2 separate regions of the Mus musculus genome follow, and region 1 is linked to region 2. The links are chromatin contacts, called in public Hi-C maps. All regions are on one chromosome and are shown on one strand. Each heading gives the region's core, a stretch centred on a gene start, on an enhancer-like site or on the middle of the called end of the contact. The rest is flanking DNA. Distances are from core to core; before and after follow the strand shown.

What was found. Hi-C and Micro-C count contacts between places; a contact is called where the count stands out from the background.
Region 1: a contact with region 2 is called in a Hi-C map of the N1E-115 cell line, with 5 times the contacts expected there. The contact joins two enhancer-like sites. A contact is called at or near these places in 1 of 15 datasets of contacts at CTCF or cohesin (the NIH/3T3 cell line) and 2 of 484 Hi-C or Micro-C datasets (the N1E-115 cell line and cortical neurons).

What each region holds. Positions count from the first base shown.
Region 1 is chr6:135,293,966-135,298,678 of GRCm38.p6, reverse strand. The region is part of intron 3 of Gm36640 (a long non-coding RNA gene); the gene reads right to left. Among named protein-coding and RNA genes, the nearest start is that of Pbp2, 14 kb to the left of the region's middle. Within about 2 kb of position 2,623, at least 142 of the 459 cell types and tissues checked have an H3K27ac peak or open chromatin away from gene starts, as enhancers often do. A contact at or near this core is called in the N1E-115 cell line and cortical neurons, where this site is marked.
Region 2 is chr6:135,086,015-135,091,045 of GRCm38.p6, reverse strand. No RefSeq gene overlaps it. Among named protein-coding and RNA genes, the nearest start is that of Gprc5a, 23 kb to the right of the region's middle. Within about 2 kb of position 3,040, at least 105 of the 459 cell types and tissues checked have an H3K27ac peak or open chromatin away from gene starts, as enhancers often do. A contact at or near this core is called in the N1E-115 cell line and cortical neurons, where this site is marked.

The sequences.
Region 1 (4,713 bases), core at 1,374-3,873, 210 kb before region 2:
CTCTTGCTCTTGGCAGTTGTAAGGGAGGTTGCCAGTGGTCCACTGTATTGTCTGTCTTCTCGCCTCTTGACTGAAGAGTTGACATCACCAGAATTCCAGCCAATACTCACAAGCTTCCAAGGCAGTGGCTGGGTACCACTCTCCCATATCATTCTCTCCCTTCTTTCTGTAGCTTAGAATGTGGATGTAATTGCTAGAGATGGTGCAACCTCTCTAGGGGCTATGGGATGAAACCCACACAGACAACAGTGTTAGGACTGAGGTCTGAGGCTCTAAGCAGTTGACTGACTGTACCAGCCCTAAACTGCTTTTCTTGCTTACAGGTGAAGAGAAAACAAATTTCTATCTTGTTTAAAATACTGTTTGTTTAAATGCTGTGTTATATGTGGCCAGATCCATCATAGTATCTTTTCAGGGGCTTTGAGTGTAACAAGTAAGTTATATTGAATAAGTTCTGTAAATTCCACCAATCCTTCATTAATCTCTCTAGAGATATCTAACCATGAAATTCTCTTTCCCTCTTTCTGGGACCTTGAAGACTGCATTTCCATGTTCCCTTAGTGTGTCCACTTCACACTGGATGACAAAATAAAAAAATGGAATGTCACCACTATTTCCAATCCCCATGCAAGGGTTTCTGGGAACAGCCAAACCACGAACTCACTACTGAGCCGAAATACAAGACTGTGTAACCCACGTCCATGGAGAGATTAGGCGGGATTCCACGTCTCCAGGTTCCTTGCTGATGCTTCAGTGGGAAGAGGCTCGGGAAACAGAAGCCTGCCCTTGTCTTTGGCTAGAAAACAGACATGGAAGCCAGCAAGGCACTTTTGAAGAGAGCACATCTGGCCATTTCAGGAAGTAGTTAGAAGGGGAGAGAAGGGAGTGGTTCAAAGAAGGGAGGTTGGGCAGCGGTCCCGATCTCTCTTCTCTGTGCCAGCCGTGTGATGTGCTTCAAGTCCAGCATGGCTTCCACTACCTTCATCCTCCAAGCCAACACAAACTCCAGATCACTCCCTGAATAAGTCTGCCGGCTGCTCCCTGTGTTTAGAAAGCTCAGCCTGCAAGGTGTAGTGCCATACACTTTTAATCCCAGCACAGGGGAAGCAGAGGCTAGCAGATCTCTGAGTTTGTTCTCAGCCTAGTCCACACGATGAATTTCAGACCAGACCAGCCGGGGCTCCACAGTGAGACCCTGTCTCTCAAGTAACTAATTGATGAATTAAACAGAAAAAAAAGTACACCCCCAGCCTGCATCAATTCAAATGACACCTCCATAGTGAAGCCTTCCAGATTTCCTCAGACAGTAACGGCTTTTCTCTCTGTTTCTAAACAACTACATGTTCAAGCAAGCTTCAGGCTAGCATCTTACATGCTTCGAATCTAACTGAAATGAATTTAACTTCAAGTGCTCAGTAAAAAGACAGTTCCAGAAAAGAAGAGAAGCATTCTTATTTCCATTTCTACAGAATACATCTTTTTTTAAAGATTTATTTTATTTATATGAGTACACTGTAGCTGTTTCCAGACACACCAAAAGAGGGCATCAGATCCCTTTACAGATGACTGTGAGCCACCATGTGGTTGCTGGGAATTGAACTCAGGACCTTTGGAAGAGCAGTGAGTTGCTCTTATCCACTGAGCCATCTCTCCAGCCCTACAAAATAATCGTATTCTATTTTTTTAATTTAAAATTTTTAAAATTTAGTTTTATACATTTTTTTAATTTACATAAACTACTTATTTTACTTTCCCCTTCCTTCCCCCAGCCTCTTCCGGTTCTCCTCCATCCAACTGCTTCCATGCCCTACGCCAGCAACCCCAGCACTCCTAATATGAAACAGGAGGATTGTGGTTGAATTCAAGGCCAGCCTGGCTACCTAGTCAGACCCTGTCTTAGGGGTCCAAATAATAACGCCAATAAATAAATACAATTTTAAAAGGCAGTTCTTGCTGAAATTCAGAGGGAAAAGTTATCCAAACTTCACTCATGGGTTTGGAAGAGCAGCCTTCTCGCTATACATGCTGACACTGGACTAAATCCCTGACAGGATGAGGCTCCTCCGCCCAGCCATGTGACGGACTTCTCCTTTTTCTGCCTTAGCCGGAGTGTGCGCATGGTATATTGCGCATGCGTGGGTGGGAGTCCGTGGACCCATAAACAGGCAAGCAGCAAAGGCTGCTCCGCAAGCTCTAGGGATCTGTCCGACTCCTCCCCGCCCCCACCCTCAAGACCGGGTTTACAGGCACAAGGCTAGGTAGGAGAAGGTAAAGCCACTGTCCCCTTTCCACCATCTCAGTCCTCCAACGCCACAGTACCTAGAGCCAGCTCCAGACTCGCCACCAAGGAGTGCTCAGAGCCAGGGAACAGAGCCCGTGCCTGGAGGGGATCCTGAGGAAGTCGTGTCCGTCTTCCTTATAACTGGACGGCTGCCTCCTCGAGGAAAAGCCTGTCCAGCTGTAAGCTTCTGCATATGTCCTTCCTTATTAAGGGGAAATAAAGGAAGAACGGGAAAATAGCCAATCCTTCACTAAGAAAATAAGTAAATATTTATGTTCAGTTGATGGAGAATGTTGACACTCAATGGGCAAAGGAATGCAGGTATGATGCAGCGTTTCTCCCAATTTTAGCATCTGATTAATCACCTTGGATCTGACTATGGGAGAGGTTCCAGGTCAGGGTGGGTAGTTGTGTTTTAATTATGCATTCAAAAGATAAATAAAAAATAGCTAGCAATATCAAAACCATGTCTTGTTATCTGTAAGAGGAGAGTAACGAAGTTGTCTACTTGTCCATCGGTCCGTCTGTCCATCTTACATAACTGAAAGTCTTACGCCAGCGAGGCGAGGTGCTGGCTCTGGGTTGATTTGGGTTCTGTGTCAGCTGTTCTGTTCAATTGACCTCTTGTGCCTGCCGGAAGGTGGCCACGTTCTGACCTCATCCCTGGCATGAGTCAGACGGAGCTCACTGCCCTGAGCCCCCTGGTACCTGACTCAGTCCCCAGCCTGTCTGTAGAAGGTGTGAATACCCCAGAAACCATCTCTCAGCCATGCCTCCGCCCCTTCCACAAAGGCCCCTGGAGGACTCCAGTTCCAGCAACCAGCCCTTCCAGTTGGGCAGAAATTTCCTGTTCTGGCAACCAAGAGGCATTTCATTTTGTTTTATTTTAAATGCTCAGTACATTCCCAGGCAGCTCCACCCTCCTCTCTAATTCCATTAAACCTAGTCCTCTTGGACCTTTATTTTCACACATGAGAAGCCGGAGGGAGGGTGTGGAGAGAAGCTGGCAAGATGAGGCTCGCCCTGTGAGAAGCTGAAGAGAAAATAAAGGGTCGTGTGCCTCCCCATTCTCTGTCTTTCCTTCTGCCTCAAACATGCCACCTCCAGTCACCAAACCCAGTTAAGCCCGTGCCCAGTCTTCCCACTGCAAGAAGCACAGGCTGTATTAACTGAGCTAAAATACATAGTGCTACACACAGGAGCTGGCAATAATTAAAGGGTGAGGCAGACATCTGTGTCTTCAGACAATAACACATGTGCACACTGTTCTTGATTTAAAATTAATAACCATGTCATGCTAATGTAACTGATGCCTTGTTTGTTAGGGCTTGTGGAGAAAGAGCTATTGCGTACTCTAAATTCATGGAGATTATATCTTCTGTTCAAATCTTTTAAGTCTTCTTCATTTTTTTTTATGGAACTCTTTCTAAATATACAGTGTTATTCTCTGCTTTGCTAAGCGAAGTTTAGGCAGCTTAATTCATTACCCTTTGTGAGGACACAACTCTGTACCCAAGGGCCTGGGGGAACGTGCAGGTAGAGTATGCAGGTAGAATATGCAGGTGGGGTGTGAAGGTGGGGTGTGCAGATGGAGTGTGCAGGTGGAGGGTGCAGGTGGAGAGTGCAGGTGGGATGTGCAGGTGGGGTGTGCAGGTGGGGTGTGTAGGTGGAGTATGCAGGTAGAGTATGCAGGTGGGGTGTGCAGGTGGAGGGTACAGGTGGAATAAGCAGGTGAGCATGCACATGAAAGATGCTGGCTCCTACTCTGTTTGTGGAACAAATGTTTATAATATCCAAGATTGAACTTTGGTAAAGAAAATCAACAAGCCCCTGAGTTTGGAGGATCTGGGGTATTCTCTTTGTCTCTTACATTCCTCTTTGTGCTTTTCAACCCTCCTGAATCCTGCCTCACGGTGAAGCTGCTAGCTTCTTGCCATGGTTTCTGAAGTCCTCCACCATTTATTCTAGTTTGCTGAAGATCTGATAAGTGTATCCAGTCAAGCTGGAGTCTGAAGGGCCTCTCCGTGTTTAAGAAGGGCAGAATGCCAACAGAAATGCTTGTCTGGTTTTCTGTTCATTTGTTTTGAGTTTCACGTTGACGTATATTAAGCTAGGTGTGGTGGTATACGCCTCTAATATCAGCACTCCAGAGGCAAGGGGATCTCCGTGAGTTCAAGGGCAGCCTAGTCTACATAGTGAATTCCAAGACAGCCAGGGTTATATTGACAGGACTTGTCTCACAAAAAAAAAGATGGATATTAATTATACATGATAAGAGGTTTCATTAAGATATATTTTCATGTGTATATACATATACATATGTATATATAATATATTTTGGTCATCTCCCACCCTCCTCTCATCCCGATAATCAGTCTCCTTCCTCTTCCCTATCACTCCATATTCTATTTTCATGTCTTCTGATTTTTTTA
Region 2 (5,031 bases), core at 1,791-4,290:
CCTCAGAAGGGCTGAGATTGCCCCATCTGTTTTTCTTGTAAGGGTGGGGAGGGAAGCAGAGTCTTCTGTATCCCAAACAGGCCTACAAGATTTGTGACAACTTTCAGTTGTCAGTTTCCTAAGCACTGGGGTTATAAGCCGTAAGTTATGTGCCACAAGCCCAGCTAAGCCAAGGTTCATTTTATTGCCTGTTGCTAGATCTGGGGGATTGGAATGTGTGCTGCAGTGCCAGCACCTCAGGGCAAGGCATTGCAAACCCCATAATGACGTGTGGGCTTTCCGGTGACGCTCTCTGTGTTCTCTGTCTCTATCTCTGTCTCTGTGTCCTCTGTCTCTCTCCCCTCCTCCTCCTCCTCCTCCTCCTCCTCCTCCTCCTCCTCCTCCTCCTCCTCCTCCTCCTCCTCCTCCTCCTCTTCTTCTTCTTCTTCTTCTTCTTCTCCCTCTCTCTCTCTCCCTCCTCCCCCCCCTCTCTCTGTCTCTCTCTCCCTTTCTCTCTCTCTCTCTGTCCTGGAACTTACTCTGTAGAAAAAGCTGGCCTTGAATTCAGAGATCTGGGATTAAAGAAGTGAGCCACCACCATCTGGCTTGTGTCTGCTCTCCTAAGGAACACTTAAGACCCCATGGACACTTACAACCTCAGCATTCAAGATGCCGAGGCAGGAGGACCATCCAATCCAGTGTGGGCTACACGGTGTTTTCCAGACCAGCCTGGGTTACATAGGATAATCTTGTCAGTAGGTAGATAGATAGATAGATAGATAGATAGATAGATAGATAGATAGATAGATAGATAGATAGATAGACAGACAGACGAACGAACGAACGAACGAACGAACGAATAAGAAAGTTTCCAAGGTCAGGTGAATGTCCCTTAAAGGAGACATAACTTCCCACAGAGAGAGAATCAGCACTGGGCGCTGGCTTACACTGCACAGAGGCTTCAGGCCTGCGGGAACTTTGTGTCGTCGTCCCCCCACCCCCACCCCACCCCCATCTCACGGGCTGCAGCTTGAGGGAAAGCTTTTCTTCTTGTCTGGAGCGCCCTCACCTGACAGCTGACTCAAGGCTGGGAGATGGAGGACAAATCAGAAAGGCAGTTCCCACCAGTGCCTCCCTGCGGCTTCCATGCCAGACAGGGCGAGAAGACCAGGAGAGAGGCCAGGAGAGGGCTCCTGATTTGAAGAAGGAGAATCAGAGGAATCCTGAAAATATGGGTGATCATACTCAGGCTTTGTTTCTTTGACCAAATGCTCCCTTTAAAAACAGTTGTAGAATTGATCAGGGATTGACAGCAGAGAGAGCCAAGAACCAGCGATACAATCCTTACTGTATCTGCTCCATCGTGCTTCCCTGAGTTTCCTGTTAAATGAAGGCTGCAGAGACACCAACCAGACAGTCTCTGCGACCTCCTTAAACCACAGAGTTTTAGGTCCAGAGATGTTCCTCTCCAAGGAATGGGCAACTCTGTAGGTATTTGGGGAGTTGCAGGGTCAGGCACCAGTGACTTGCTACCCAAACCCAGCCATCTATGGAACATCAGCAGAATCCAGGGAGGCCAAAGCATTATCTGCCCTGAAGACAAAGGGTTCTAGAGCCAGACATGCAGATGCAGGCCTGTAAGGGATACCTGGGAGGCCGGAACAGGAGTCCTGAGAGTGAAAGGCCAGCCTGGGATATGTAGTACCAGGCTAGCCTGGGATACAGCATCAAACCCTGCCTCACACCTGGCTCAGTAAGTAAGTATGCTTGCTATGCAAGCATGAGAACTTATGTTCAAATACCCAAGACCCAAGTAAAACATTGTGGTTACACATGTACCTGTAGCCTCTGCCTTGTCAGGGAAGATCGCCAGGGCTTGCTAGCCTAGCTCTAGCTACAGTGAGAGACCCTGTCTCCAAGAAATAAGGCAGAGGGTGATAGAACAGAAACACTCAGTGTCTCCTTCTGACCTCCATACATGCATATAGGTAGAGGTTCACACACACACACACACACACACATTCCAAAAGCAAGCCAGACATGGTGCTATATACACCTGTGGTCCTACTTCTTGGGAGGCGGAGGTAGAAGGACCTTGCCTACAAAGTGACTTTGAGGCTAACACAAGCTATATAAGATCCTGTCAGAGAGAGGGGGGGGGGGCTCAAGAGCTAAGAACACTGGCTATTCTCACAGAAGACCTGAGTTCCGTTCCCAGCATTCACAAGGCAGCTTACAACTGGTTGTAATTCACCCCTAAAGGACCGGTCCCTTTCTTTCCCTGAGGGCATACATGTGATACACGTACACAGATAAAAGCACGCATATAATAAAACCTTTCATGTAAAAGAAGGAAAAGAAAAGGAAACAGGCAATAGCTCAGCAGGGAGAGATGCAAGTCTGGGCCTGACTTCAGTCTCTAGAACCTGTGTGGTGGGAAGAGAGAAGTGACCTCTACACACATGCACAGGAACCCACACATAATTAATTAATTAGTTAATTAATTGATTGATTAATTAATTGATTGATTAATTAATTAGTTAAAATGTTTAACACACAAAGACAGCAACCTACAAGCTAAAGTCCAGATTCCCCGGTGCTCAGAGGTAAACAGTTAGGATTTTCTGAAGCAACGCTCCATTTGAGGCTGAGGCTGGGATATCAGTGACCATGCAAAACCCTGGCAGCAACAAAAGAAAGTAGTCAGGAAATCAAAAAAGCCCAACAGGGCATTCAGTGCTCAGCAACAGTAAGCCCAGAACGGAAGGAAACACGGAGCGAGTGGGAGGGCGGAGGGGGCTCCTGGATCTCCAGGGCCAGCTTGTACTTCTGGTTTTGACCGAGAGCCAATGTTCTCACCACATAAATACCAGATGACATTCATAAGATCAGTCCGTGAGACGTTACATGTAATGATGCCAGGTTGCGTGCAAACGGGCTGGGAAACCTTGGAGAAGTTCACACACAAAAAAAATAAGGGCAAAGGAGACGGGAAGTGGCTTTAAAGGTTAGGGGAAGGGGCAGCTCTGAGGCACGCCTCCCTCGGTCCTGCTCACAATCTTGTGCCCTCAACCAGAATGGGGCCTTAAGCCAGGAGATGCTGTATTTAGGCTCCCCAGGGTTGAACGCTGAGGTCTTCCTGCCATCTAGTGGAGAAGCCGGGTATGGCAACTTTGGTTCGGAAAGGTGGGACCCTAAGTCTATTTCACACGTGATTAAAAAAAAGAGAGAAGGCTGCTGGGCTTGCGCATTGATTCATCATTAACCGTTTAGTTCAAAGAGTGGCACTTTGCCTCCAGACATCAATCAACTGACACTGGCCAAGGGCCAGCCTGGACTGAGTCTTCGCATTCTACTTTCCTATGGGCGGAGATGAGATTGAAGTCCTCTTCCGTATAGTAATTCTCAAACGTGGAACTTCTAGCCCTTGACGCAAAGAGCTTATAAATGAACAGAAGTGACAACGGGCCATGGGAAAGACCAGCACTTTGCAGAGGCAGTCTTCTGTTACCAGAAAGGGCACGCACTCAGAATGTTGTGACCATCTTTCCACTTGGGGGACCATTTAATCTCTTGGCCAAAGCTCTCCAGAGACAGAGATGGTGCCATTCCCAGGTCCTCCTCGGTGTCTCAACAGCCATAGGTATAGAAACCCTGGCAACGGGCTGGTGAGATGGCTCAGTGGGTTAGAGCACCCGACTGCTCTTCCGAAGGTCCAGAGTTCAAATCCCAGCAACCACATGGTGGCTCACAACCATCCGTAACGAGATCTGACTCCCTCTTCTGGTGTGTCTGAAGACAGCTACAGTGTACTTACATATAATAAATAAATAAATCTTAAAAAAAAAAGAAAAAAAAAAAAAGAAAGAAACCCTGGCAAGGCTCCTCCCTTAACGACAAGATGGGCCCAGAACATTCTATGCCCTTCAGGGGAGGTGGGAGCAGAATGGCCATACCAGCCTCAGCTTCATAGGGTTGGAGGCCACCCTAGGCTCCATGAGACTTTGTCTCAAGAGACATACCTTTAGTCCCAGAGTTCAGGAGACAGAGGCAAGCATATCCCCTTGAGTTTGAGGCCCCCATACAGAGCTAAACACTATCCCCAAAAAGGAGGAGCAGGTAGCAGGTCTTCAGTCTCCTTATCCAGAGGTAATCTGATACCTTCCAGTGAAGAACGAAGAACGGAAGACCTAAGAGCCCGGAAGTTGCTAGTCACGATGACCTTAATTCCCAGTTAGCAGACTGAGGCAGGATGGCCACAAGCCAACGTGGGCTACATGGTGAATTCCAAGTCATCTTGGGCCAGAGAGAGAGAGGAATACACAAGCCTTGCAGGGTCTGTCTCTCTGTCTCTGTCTGTCTCTCTCTGTCTCTGTCTCTGTCTCTGTCTCTCTCTCTCTCTCACACACACACACACACACATACACACACACATCTATCTGCAGTCCTGCTAGGCACACCAACTCCATACAAACTCAGACACAATCCAAAACGCTTCAGGAGGCTACGTGCTTGGCCTGCCCTGGTGGATGGTGCACATAGAGTCATAAGGTCAGAAGCTTCTCCCATGGCTAGCCTGTAGATCTCATCTGTATCCTTTGCAGCAGCCTTTATAACAAATGCAGAGACATTTCCCCGACTCCTGGGAGTCAGTCCTGACAGGAAAGGGTGAGAACACCCAGTTTATAGCAGAGAAATTAGAAACACAGATCTAGCACCCAGGGACCAGACTGATAAACAAGTGATGGTGATCCGTTTGGAATTCTGGGCTCTCTCAATCCATGGGATGTGATATTGTCTCCAGGTAGATGGTGTAAGATTTGAGTTAAATCACAGGTCACTTCCCGGGCTTCCACTGTGATACTGCTGGCTTGATGGTGCAGAGGAAGATCCACACCTTTTGAATTCAGAGCTCCATTGTGTTGATTTTTGTGTTGTGAGATTAAAACATGAATATACATTTAGTGAGGAGTCATGGCACAGGGTCCTTACACTGTAGCCTAAGCTGGGTCTTAAAATCATGGTAGTCTCCCTACCTCAGCCTCCAGAGCA